Linked DNA regions of Mus musculus: all the other regions are linked to region 2. A link is a contact called in public HiChIP or PLAC-seq and promoter capture Hi-C data. All regions are on one chromosome and are shown on one strand. The core of a region is the stretch at or near the end of the contact, and the rest is flanking DNA. Distances in the headings are between cores, read along the strand shown. Region 1 holds the start of Arhgap27os3 (Rho GTPase activating protein 27, opposite strand 3). Region 2 holds the start of C1ql1 (complement component 1, q subcomponent-like 1). Region 3 has its middle 33 kb from the start of Arhgap27os3.

Region 1 (4,106 bases), core at 699-3,198, 400 kb after region 2:
CCTTCCTTCCTTCCTTTCTTTCTTTCTTTCTTTCTTTCTTTCTTTCTTTCTTTCCTTCTGTGTATATGTAGTGTGTATATGTATGTATATGTTTGTATGCGTGCACACATCTATGCGTATGGCCTGATGCTGACACTGCTTTCTTCCTCCACTTAACTCCACATAAATGCCACCTTACATATTGAGGCGGGGTCTCTCCCTTGAAGCCAGAGCTCATTGACTTGGCTAGTCCAGCTAGCCACCTTGCTCTAGAGATCCCATCTCTGCTTCCCCAGCACTGGGATCACAGGCAGACTTCCATGCCCACCTACCTGGCTTTTACATGGGTATCAGGGATACAAACTCTGGGCGTCATGGTTACACAGTGAGCGCTCTACCCACTGGGCCATCTCCCTAGTCCCTACTGGGCATGCATCTCTTTGTGAGTAGGACATAGGATGGTGTGCCCAGTGCCACGGGGGCCCCCTTCAGGTGAAGCAATGTCCTGAAGCCCATATCAGATCTTCTCAGACACGGCTTTATAGGCAAGTCAATTCTGTGGCAAATGCCAGAAATAAGCACATTCACACAGAACAGAATGTGAGAAAGGGATAGCTGGGATGCGGCTTTGAGCCACAGCGCTCAGGAGATTTCAAGGGATAGGACAGAAACCATAATGACAGGGGACAGAGAGGACAGATGCGCTTCCTGCGTCACAGTTGGACACACCAGGGCTGTGGCCTTGCCTATTCCAGGCCTGGGGTTGGAAGGGTCCATGGGTGATAGGGCGATGACGACGTGGTACTGGGCTCTTTGGAGCAGGGATTTATGCTTGACAGGCTATGGGAGCTAACAGGGGTCTCGAACATAGGACACACCAGCAGGTATGGGGGATACTGAAGAGAGAGAGGGGGGGAGGGAGGTTTAGGTCCCTGGAGTGACAGGGCTACCCCAAGAAGAGACAATGCAGAATCATAAGGTGGGAGCAGGAGGAAGACAGGCTTGCCCCAGAGACACCAAATGCTTGGGATGAAAGAGAGGGACCCTCAAAGAGGCAAACAGGCAGACCCCCATTCCTTGAGGTGGTCTGCAAGCTGCAGCCATGATGATCCTTCAAACTCCAGAGCTCTCTGTGAGCTCCCCACACCCCCAGCCTGGGTGGCAGGCTAAGGCAGCTCTCCTCTGTTAGCATGGTTGGTTCTGCTGGGTTCTCACTGCTGCTGAGGCTGCAGAGGCTCTTTCACTGTGCTCTCAGGGGAACATGGCAGGCCCCCACTCTGGAGACCTGCATGCAGCCATAGCCTAAAAATAGTATCAAGGGCTCCTAAGTTGTAACCTCTGGGTACAGGAGTGGGGAAGAGGAAGAGGCCTTGCCACCTCAGGTCAGAGAACTGAGCCAAGAAATTCCCCTTCACTTCTTTATGGTCCTGGGCCCCTTGTCTTCAATTCCCTTCCCTTGCCCACAGTGGTAGAAGCCCCGTCTCTCTTGCCCCATCCACGCTGTGGATCTCAGAACTCTCTGTCTGTCCTTCTAAGGACAGACGGGAAAGTTAGACAGAAAAGGCCTCCGAGAAGAATGTCTTGACACCCCCCCTCTTCCCCAACATGCCCTGTTCTGAGCTTTATAATCAGTTCCTAAAAGAGTGCGGCATAGACCCACTGCGGCTCCAAACCCAGAAGGCCGCCCCTTCAGAGGCTCAGCCTTTCCCGAGTTCTGCTAACTTACCTGTGCCCGCAGGGCCCGGCTCTGCCTTCTGACCAGTTTTGAAATCATATCCACCATCCCGGCCCTGTCTGAGTTGCTGGGATGCAGCCTGGGAAAGCTTAGGGGGGTGGAGCCGGGGACCACAACTCTGAGGTGGCACAGGGCAAGTGGGAAACAAGAAGCTGCCTCGGAGATGGCGGGAGGCTGAGACTGCGGCTGGTTTCCTGTCAGGGCTGCGGAAGTGCCTGAGACAGAGTTGCCTGATGGGTGTGGGGTGGCTCAGGTTGGGGTGTTTTCATGTTTCCTGGACTCCACTGGCTGTTCCCCCCGACCACCCTGCCCCTGTGCTCAGTGCTCCAGTGACACATTGGATTGATCTGCATTCCATCCCCAGACACAGCTTGGATCAGCCTCTACCAAATCGTTCACGTGTAAGTCATGGGTGTCGTGGAAGATGAGGCTCAGATGGGGACAGGTGGAAAGAAACTCTGAGGAGAGGGCTTCAACCCCGGGCTAGCCTGGTGTACTGAGGCTCAGACACAAGACTGTGAGTGGCTGTGGACTTGCCGCAGGTCCAGGAGGGTGTGAAGGGAAAGAGGAAGGCTGTGGAGAGAGACGTTTCAGATGAGGAAGGGGTTTGGACACATGCGGTATGGGGAAGCTGGTGTCTAGACTCTGCCAGCCAAGAGAACAGAAGGGACAGCGACCACACCACTGTCTTCCCACTCGACCACCTGGCTCTGTCTCCTCCAGACTTGGTTACCAAGGCACATTGGCCCTCTTCCTCCTGGGTGGCCACATACATCCAACCCCATAGACGTCTCTACATCCAAGTGCCTAATCCGCTCACCTCCACTGAGGGAAAGGAGGTAGGACAGCAACCCGCTCCTTTCTTCTGATCTCTCCTCCCTTCATCCCCTCACTAAGGTGCACACTCCAATCCCAGCCACACACAGCAGACCCAGCGTGCCCTGGGTGAGTAGCTATAGCTGTGTCTCCAAGTCTCTGGGGACCATCTTGTCTGTCCTGTCCCTCCCCAAGGTGCCTCCTTCCTGGGCCCTGCTTCTGAGTCTCCAGTTTGTTTCCAGTGTAGACTCTGACCCCTGCCTGCTCTCCCATTGCAGAAACCCCAGAGAGACAGGGCAGGATTGAAACACTCGGTGAGAACGCAGGAGGGCTGAGGCGCTGTGGCCCTCTGCCCTTTCGGCACCCATATCTGAGCTCTATCAGCAACCCAGTCCCCAGGGTACATGGTCCCCAGTTGGTGGCTCCCGGGAAGCCAGTACTACTCTGGGTGCACAGGCTAGCTCTCAGGCTATCTCGACTTCTCTCCTAACAAGCTGAGGTGATGACCACAGCTGGTGCCCACAAGCACACCATGTTGAGAACAGGAGGGGGCAGAGCCACCTGCACAGACCAATCACCCCATCTGTCTCACAGACCAGTTGTCAATCACCCCCTTTCCCTCTCCAGGCCTCATCTTCAAAACCTTCCAAGGAAGGGGAGGGGAAGGGGACAGTGCAAGGGGAAAATCCTGCCCCCTGGATTGAGAGGCACAGTAAAGGCCCCCAAAACATACTGCACAGAACAGCCTGTGCCTGTAATTCCAGCACTCAGGAGACTGAGGCAGGGCTGTAAATTGGAAGGTAGCCTGGAATTTGTTCATTGTAGCTTCTTGGCTATTTAGTGAGAATCTCTCTCTAAAGAAAAGCAAAAGAGAAAGAGAGGTGGGAGAGGGGAGAGAGGGAGGGAGGGAGAGAGAGAGAGAGAGAGAGAGAGAGAGAGAGAGAGAGCACACAAATCAAATACTCAGCCAGGAACAGGCCTCCATTCACTTTCTAAGCCTGCCCACTCTTTGCTACCCAGACTGGGTGGAGAGACAGCAGGAAGGACTGTGCTTTTTATCTCAATCTTGTCACACAATGGGTCCCTCCCCTACTACACCTTCTGTAGGCCAGTGACTGAGTAACCCTCCGTGTCCACCCAGGCCACGGAGAGAGCTACACGCTCACGGCTGTACGAGAGCACAGCCCTGGGCAGAGCACTTCACTACTATCTGGAGTGACTGTGTGGTCCCAGGCAGGTGCTCACCTCAACAGAATCCCGAACACGATAGGTTTGGGGCTGAATTATCTTGATAAACACAGAATGACTATATCCAGAGGTGTGGGGGTCTGGGTAGGCTCTGTTTCAGCGAGCACTGGCTGGAATTTTTGGGCCCTAGTTTCTTTGGCTGTATAGCATGGGGCTGTCCTCTTCCCCACCCCCAGGGCTGGTTTCTGTGAAAGTACAGCTGGCCTCTGGGTTCCCACACCCACGGGGCCCTGGGGAGAAAGCTGGGTGTGTTTCTGCTTTTCTGATTCTAGGTTTCCAATTGGGCACCCTAAGCACCGGACTCTGCCCCAGCCTCTGGATGACCTCA
Region 2 (3,841 bases), core at 1,046-3,545:
CCCCTAGTCCCTGAAGCCTTCACTTTGGACTAGCTCAAACTTTCTTTGCAGAAGGAAGACAGTCCCTCAATGAAGGTGACATTGCTGCATGCCTTATTGGTGATTAATAAGGGGACTTGTGGGGCTGTCTGCATGAGCCTTTGCTAGATGTTGGAGCCTCCCAGTTTGGTCAGGAACCAAGGACAAAGAGGAGAGACACCAGAAGCCTGATAGACACAAATGGGAGAGAGTCACAGCAATAGAGAAGTGGGGGGAGGTGAACCCAGAGAAGAGAGACAGAGATGAATGGCAGATTCCAGTAAGAAATGGTCAAAAGACAGAGCAAGAAGAGGCAGACACGATAGTGGGGACTGGGAGGAGCAGGCAGAAGAAAAAAAGAGGACAGACTTCCACACAGATAGGCTTTCTGCCCTTTCTCCTATCCCCAAACTTTGCAGATACCCAAGCAGGGTAGTGCTGCAGTGGGAGGGGTTCCGAGAAGATCTGGAGTCTCAATTGTAGGGGATTCCTTCCAGCTTCCACTTGCCTACCCTCAATTTTGACCCTGGCCTCAGCTAAAAGAAGGTTCAGTCTGACCACGCCCCCGGGGTGGGGCCCCTGTAACCCAGAGGTGAGAGCGCAGGGAGCTGAGAACCCAGGGTGGGTGGTTCCAAGGACACCGCTGTGCATCCGTGTCTCAGACACGTGCACACCAGCTCCCTATTTTCTAGGATACTGGAGGAGCTGTACCTGGAGACTTTAAGGAGGGGAGTTTCCATCACTCCGCCCCGCCTCTAGAGGAAACTTTTTCCCGGGAGGCGCAGGATAGCTCTGTTACTCTGGGAAAAGGTGGAGCATTCCAGGGGGGTTGCAAAGGGTGTTCGTTCAGCTCGATGGTCCCTTCTCTAGGGCCAGGGATGTACTGCAGTTAAGGCTATTGGGCAACGAACTCCCTCTGCCTTTGTGCGCAAAACATTTCCTGCAGCCCTCCTCCTTCTTCTCCTGAGCGCACAGCCACTCGTCTTAGCGCCCTCCGGCGCGGAGACTGCTTCTCCTTATCCTTGCCCTAGAGCATCCTTGCTGTTCCCTTAAAGCCAGTCGGCGTCAGCTTGAATCTTAGCTCTCAAGAGAAATCAGCCTGAATCAGTCTCCCACGGGCCAAACCCCTACGGACCAGTTCGTGCGCCCTAGAGCCCTGTGATCTGACTAGTTGGATTTATCTTTACGCATTTCCACTCCGCGGGTGCCCTGTAGCCTCTCCCTTAAGAGCTCAAGCCCAAGGGTTGAAGACTCAGGGGTGCCCGCTAATTACAACCATTCTTCACATGATAGTTAAGGGGGCCGCTTTAGGGTCTCCACCTACGCCTGCCCGGTGTGCCTGTCGACTCTGATCCAATACGCATTCTCCTGGGGGCTCCCTGGGAGCCCTGCCCCCAGGTCAGCCCCACGCCCCCTCATGGCCCACCTGGCCGTTCTTGCAGAGGTCTGCCCACATACTGGTGCCGTCGCCGCCGCGCATGAGGACGTGGTAGGTGAAAAAGTAGGTGCCAGGAATGTTGCATGTAAACTTGCCGCTGGCCGCATCGTAGTTGTTGCCTAGGTTGGTGACCACGTCGTCAAACTTGAGCACCTCGTAACCCTCATGAGGGTTCTTGAGGCCGGCGTAGAAGGCCACGCGTGGCACCGTGGTATAGGTGGCCGTGCTGATGGCGCCGCTGCCTCCCGAACCCGGCAGGCCAGGAGGACCAGGCTTGCCTGGTTCACCCTTCTCCCCAGGCGGCCCCACAGGACCTGGAGGGCCCCGGTCTCCTGGAGGCCCCGGAGGGCCCGGCTTGCCCGTGCGGCCCGGCTTCCCCTGGGGGCCCTGCACCAGCGTGGAGGGCGGAGGCGCACCGCTCTGCTCGCTCAGAGCGTCGCCGCCGTCGGACCGCGCGCCGGCGCCGGGGCCCCGCGCGGGATAGGGGTCGCACACCATGCGGCAGGTGCCCAGCATCTCATAGTGGCCGTCCGGGCCGCCGGAGCTCACCAGCACCGGGATGAGCACCACCAGCACGAGCAGCATCACCACGCCCGCGGCGGCAGCCAGCAGGGTCTTCCGGCCGGCGCGGAGCCTTGGGAGAGCCGGGCCACCCGGCCGCGCCGTCGGGGCAATGATGCCGGCGGGTAAGGGGCGCGGGCGCGACGCCCGCGCTCAAGGGCGGTCCGGCGGGGCTGCGGGCATGGGGCCGGGGCCCGGGCGCCGCGCTGCGCTGCTTGCGCTGCGGAGCCCAGCAGCCGGCTCCGGCCTCGTGCTTCCCTCCCGCTGCGCTGCCCGACTGAACGCGGCCTCCCGCCTAGCGCCTAGCTCCTCCCGCCTTCCCTGGCTGGGGCCACTGCCTCCTCCGTTGGGCCCCGCCCACCCGCTCCGCGGGGCTCGGAGAGGGCGAGGGGTGGGGCTGCGGGCGGGGCAGGCGCCTAATTGGGCCGCGGAAGCCTCAAGGTGGGAGGGGCAGGGAGGGGCGGGGCTATGAGAGTGGTGGGCATCACGGAGGGAGCTGGAGATTGAGGCTCAGAATGGGGAAGGGGCTAGAGTCAGGAATGAGTAGGACCAAAGGGCAAGCGGAAGGAGGAGCCACAAGGAGAGGCAGAGAGCTCAGCGTGGCATTGAGATAGATGTTCCGTGGGTCAGTTCCGAGGAAAATCGTGACAGAGGGGCAAAGGACCACCACCTGCAGGAGGTCGAAGGATGCAACATTGCCCCCTGTCTGCAGGGGACAAAGAGATGTTGCAGGGGGTGGAGGGTTACAGAGTGAGGAACAAGAGAGTAGAACAAGAAAGAGGATGAGGGCTAAAGCCTGGAAGGAATACTGGGGAGGGGCGTTCCATAGGCACCCAGGCCTAGCATCCAGATAACCCGTCTGGATCCTTTGCTTTTAGGGTGCCCAGAGGGAATCTCTGAATTCTAATAGCAGCCTGACTTTTTATCTGATTCTAACTACTTCAGGGGCATTCTCTCCCAGGTGGCAGCGTCTTCAGCCCCTTCTTTTCCACTGCCCCAGGGGATATCTTCTAGGCTGCCTCTACCTGTGGCCTCTTCCATGAGGCCTTTTCTGATCTGAGCTACTAGCTAGACAAGTGGGAAATACGGACCCTGAGAAAATGAAGTACCCCTCCCATGTCATCTCTTAGTGTTAACCAGTCCTAGGTGGTTCTGCGTTTTCTAGCACTCCCCAGAAAGAGGGGGGTTGATCTCTCCTAGCCCCTTAGGGGACCCCCCTAACTCTTACCCCATCACGTTCTTCTAGTGCAGGAAAATGTTTAGGTTGCATAAACTGAAATGTGTCTGCTTCCATCAACATATTTGTCATATTCTGTGAGTCCCAGCTCAAGCTGTGTTCCTCCTTCACCCTCCTTTATCCGAGGAGGAGGGCTGTGTCTTTCTGAGGCCTCTGGCCACGATAAACAACAACACTCCAGACTCATTCTTTTTGCCTGCAAGACTCCTCCCAGTTCACACTCCCACCGCCGACCTCCCACTGTCCATTTGATTCCCTGATTATCCCTACCTAAAACTGAGATGCCAGAATAACCAATGGTAGAAGTGGGGGTGGGCGGGACGCTGCCAGAGAGGACTTTCCAAATACTAACCCGGGTCAGCATGACATCCATCACCAAGGAGGAGGGAGCTAAGACAAACTGCGTTGGATGCTTTGTATGTATGGTCACATTTGATCTTTACATCAATCTAGATATAAAGCCCACCATTATCCTCGTTTTACAGATGGAGAACAGAGGCTCTGCGAACTTAAAAGAGATTTGCCCCCAAGTCACGAAAGTAAGATGTGGTGGAGATGGGATTCAAGCCTGCAGCCTTGCCCCTCGC
Region 3 (3,828 bases), core at 841-3,340, 370 kb after region 2:
CAGCTCAAGCAACTAACCATTTGCTTTAACAAGAACAAGACATTAAAGGAGATATAAAGGCACAGAATACACAGAGACAAATGTGTACAGTTGGTGCTATTAAACATTTATTTATTTATTATATATATATGGGTACATTGTAGCTGTTTTCAAACACACAACAAGAGGGCATCAGATCTCATTATGGATGGTTGTGAGCCACCATGTGGTTGCTGGGATTTTTTTTTTTAACTCAGGACCTTCGGAAGGGCAGTCAGTGCTTTTAGTCACTGAGCCATCTCTCCAGTCCCAGTTGGTGCTATTAAATTAACCCCTATTCTCTCTTCCTCCCTCGTGTGTGTGTGTTTGTGTGTGTGTGTGTGTGTGTGCCCACACACACGAACACCCCCTCACTACTGTTATCACCATCCATTTTCAATGCTGCATTGACACACTGCATGCTAGATGATTATGCTGGCGACCACCATTCTATCTTGGGTCTCTGCGAACAAGGTCACTCTGTGTGCCTCATGTAAGAAGAACGGAGATGCTGTCTTGTGTGTGTGGGGGGGGGCAGACCTTCGATTTTTATTCATATTAAAACATTTCAAAACAGCCTTCTTTAATTTTTGAATTAATTCATTATTTTTAGGTTTACTTATTTACTTTATGTATATGAGTACACTATAATTGTCTTCAGACACACCAGAAAAGGCCATTGGATCCCATTACAGATGGTTGTGAGCCACCAGGTGGTTGCTAGGAATTGAACTCAGGACCTCTGGGAGAGCAGTCAGTGCTCCTAGCCGCTGAGCCATCTCTCCAGCCCCCAGATTAATTCTTAACATTAATTAATTAATTAACTTATTTGTTTGTATGTCTGTAAGCCTGTGTGAGTTTATAAGCACCATGTACGTATGGGTATCTCCCACCCAGAAGATGACTTCGGATGCCTAGGAGTCCATGTGATTGCTGGGAGCTGAACCTGGGTCCTCCACAGGAGCAGCGAGCGCTCTCAACTGCTGAGCCATCTCTCCTGCCCCACTGAATTGATACTTAAGAGCATATGAAGTGACGTATTCCACCGTGGCATTCCTACACGTACCTATTCTTACTCATCTCCAGCTTGCCTTCCCATCCATCCGTCCATCCATCCATCTATCCATCCATCCATCTATCCATCCATCTATCCATCCATCCCTCCGTCCGTCCGTCTGTCCATCCGTCCACCCGTCCATCCATCCATCCACCCATCCATCCATCCATCCATCCATCCGTCTGTCCGTCCGTCCGTCCGTCTGTTCATCCGTCTGTCCATCCATCCATCCATCCATCCATGTATTTTGAGAGAGGATCTCACTCTGGATACCAAGTCTGGAACCCACTGTGGAGTCCAGGCTGGCTTGGAACCTGTAGCAATTATTTTGCCCAGTGCTGAGATTACAGGCCTGAGACATTGCTCTCTCATCCTCCAGACTTAATGCTGATACTGCTTGTCTACACTCCATGTCCTGTTCATGCCTTCCTTTATCCTGCCCTAGTGCTACAAAGCTTTCACACACAGGGGTGCAACATTTTCCAAGCATGGATGTATTATGTAAAAGACAAATTAAAATTAAACCAGGTGCATGCCTGTAATTCCAGCATATGGGAGGTCGAGGCTAGAGGAGAACCAGACATTCAAGGTCAGCCTGCTCTACAAAGTGAGCCCATCTTAAGAACAAAACATCGAAAAGGATGGCACAGAATACACAGAAACGAATGTGTGCCATTCTTTCCTGTGGTCCCCTTTGGAGGCTGCTGAAGAGCTCTTGGCCTCAGAGAGGCGTTCCCCTAGGAGCTGGGACATAGGCGGTGTGTTTCCTCAGCATGCTCAGCTGCCCGCGGGGGTCTCCCTGAGTCATGCGGAGCTGTCCTCGGCTGTGCCCTCGCCTGCCACCCGCCGCCTGCCGCCCGCCGCCCACCCTCTGCCCTTGGCCCGCCACCTTCCTGAGCTCCACTCCGCCGCGGGCCGGTGACTCAGGGCGCAGGCAGCCTAGGAACGCCCGCTCAGTGGATGGGGGTGCAGCTCGCCCCGCCACGTCCGTCCTGCGGGCTGGTGGCTGCTGCTTTTCCTCTCTGGAAACCCCTTAGCCGCCACCTCTGCTTGCAGCTAGCCTCCTTCTGGGCACTGCTTCATGCTTGGAATTCCGATCCAGAACCCATGAAGGAATTTAGGATGTTTGAGTCTTGACGAGAGCTATCTGAGGGGCAGGGAGGGGCCCAGATATGATCCAAATTTCCCCAGTTAATGAGAATGTTGAAGAGATTTACTTCAGAGACAGATCCATGCTAGACTGCAGACTGGAGCAGTCAACACCCCCAAGGCTCTATGTAATATACAACAGATGTGGCCATCTCGGCCGTGGAAAGTTCAGGGTCCACAGACTCTTCCTTTCTTCTTCTTTCTTTCTTTCTTTCTTTCTTTCTTTCTTTCTTTCTTTCTTTCTTTCTTTCTTTCTTTCTTTCTTTCTTTCTTCCTTCCTTCCTTCCTTCCTTCCTTCCTTCCTCCCTCCCTCCCTCCCTCCCTCCCTCCCTCCCTCCCTTCCTTCCTTTCCTCCTCCTCCTCCTCCCCCTCCCACCCCCAGTGGCTTACTTTGTAACTCAGGCTATCCTTCTGCCTCAAGAAGTTGAGAACTGCTTTGCTTTCTGGCTTTCAGTTTATGTCCATGTGTACGTGTCTACATAAGTATGTAGGGCAGGGTTGTTCTTCGAGCCACTATTTATTTTGTTTTTGAGGCAGGGTCTATCTATCCGTGAGACCTGAGACTGGCAGATTAGGCTAGACTTGCTGACCAGACAATCCTGGGATTCTTCTTATCTCAGGGAGCCCTTTGTGTCCCACGCTCCAGGTTAGAATCGGGTCACTGAACTTGGCGTTCTGTGCAGGAGATCTTGAGGTCCGACTAAGGTTCCATGCTTCCACACCAAACGCTTTATTGAGTCATGCCCCCAACTCTAAAGGTTTTTTTTGTTGTTTTGTTTTGTTTTTAAATAAAATCTGGGGAGTTCTGCCTTTCAAAATACACCTGGTTTCAGGATTTGGAATTAGAGATGCTGTAAGATTCTGGCCCTTCCCCCCCAAACCCCACCATGTCTCTCCTCCCAAGTCCTTCTTCTGGACCCCCTCAAATATTATTCTATTTGTCTGGTGATATTTCCCACGGGGTTCCAGAGCCCAGCCCTGCGCCTGCATTTATGGACGCTGACTGGAGGGAAGCTCAAGATCGTATTAACAATGTCCTCAGACACCATCTATAGGGGCGTTTCCCCACTTGCTGGCCATACCTACCTGTGGTTCCACCAAGGTTTTTGGTAAATACAACTTTCTTTGCCTTGTAACGAATAACCCCTCCCCCCCCCCCCCCACACACACATCACCACTTCCACAGTGGACTGTGTCTTGCTGGCCATGCATATTTAACTCAAGAACTGTCACTTACTTTCTTTGACGTGAGAGCTGTGTAAATTCAAGGCCTGATCGGGTGACTTAGTGAGACTCTGACTCAAAAGTAAAGGAAGAACTGGAACTGTGTGTTGAGGTGTTAGGTTGTAACCCCAGCGATGGGGAAGGCTGAAGCAAGGGGATCACGGGTTCAAAGTCCTGCTCTACTACACAGTGATTTTGAGGCCAGCTTGGGACACTTGAGACCTCAAAGTGAACCCAGACAGAGTGGCAGAGGAAGAGCTCTGGCACTCACGGACTGTTGGTTCAATACTTAGTGCTGCAAAACATATAAAGTAGGCCTTTCACTTCTCAGGGTCTAGCCTTGGTTTGGTAACCTTTAAGCTGTGTGACTTTGGGCAGGT

Evidence for each region. Promoter capture Hi-C pulls out the DNA fragments that hold promoters and counts their contacts. HiChIP or PLAC-seq counts read pairs in DNA pulled down with a chosen protein or histone mark.
Region 1: a promoter capture Hi-C map of pre-B cells shows a contact between it and region 2. The contact joins the promoter of Arhgap27os3 here to the promoter of C1ql1 in region 2. A contact is called at or near these places in 2 of 39 promoter capture datasets (cranial neural crest and pre-B cells), 1 of 115 datasets of contacts at active chromatin or transcription factors (pancreatic cancer cells) and 2 of 9 other capture datasets (embryonic stem cells and liver).
Region 3: a contact with region 2 is called in an H3K4me3 HiChIP or PLAC-seq map of bone marrow-derived macrophages, with 5 times the contacts expected there. The contact joins the enhancer-like site here to the promoter of C1ql1 in region 2. A contact is called at or near these places in 4 of 39 promoter capture datasets (the C10 cell line, embryonic stem cells, liver and 1 more), 1 of 15 datasets of contacts at CTCF or cohesin (embryonic stem cells) and 2 of 115 datasets of contacts at active chromatin or transcription factors (bone marrow-derived macrophages and pancreatic cancer cells).

What each region holds. Positions count from the first base shown.
Region 1 is chr11:103,342,805-103,346,910 of GRCm38.p6, forward strand. It overlaps Arhgap27os3 (Rho GTPase activating protein 27, opposite strand 3), which reads left to right and starts at 1,949. Exons shown (of 4, transcript NR_045346.1): 1 at 1,949-2,115; 2 at 2,612-2,659; 3 at 4,051-4,106. All of the region lies in intron 3 of Arhgap27 (Rho GTPase activating protein 27), which reads right to left.
Region 2 is chr11:102,944,421-102,948,261 of GRCm38.p6, forward strand. It overlaps C1ql1 (complement component 1, q subcomponent-like 1), which reads right to left and starts at 2,296. Exons shown (of 2, transcript NM_011795.3): 1 at 1,445-2,296. The coding sequence starts at 2,041.
Region 3 is chr11:103,310,216-103,314,043 of GRCm38.p6, forward strand. No RefSeq gene overlaps it. Among named protein-coding and RNA genes, the nearest start is that of Arhgap27os3, 33 kb to the right of the region's middle. Within about 2 kb of position 2,091, at least 174 of the 459 cell types and tissues checked have an H3K27ac peak or open chromatin away from gene starts, as enhancers often do. A contact at or near this core is called in bone marrow-derived macrophages and pancreatic cancer cells, where this site is marked.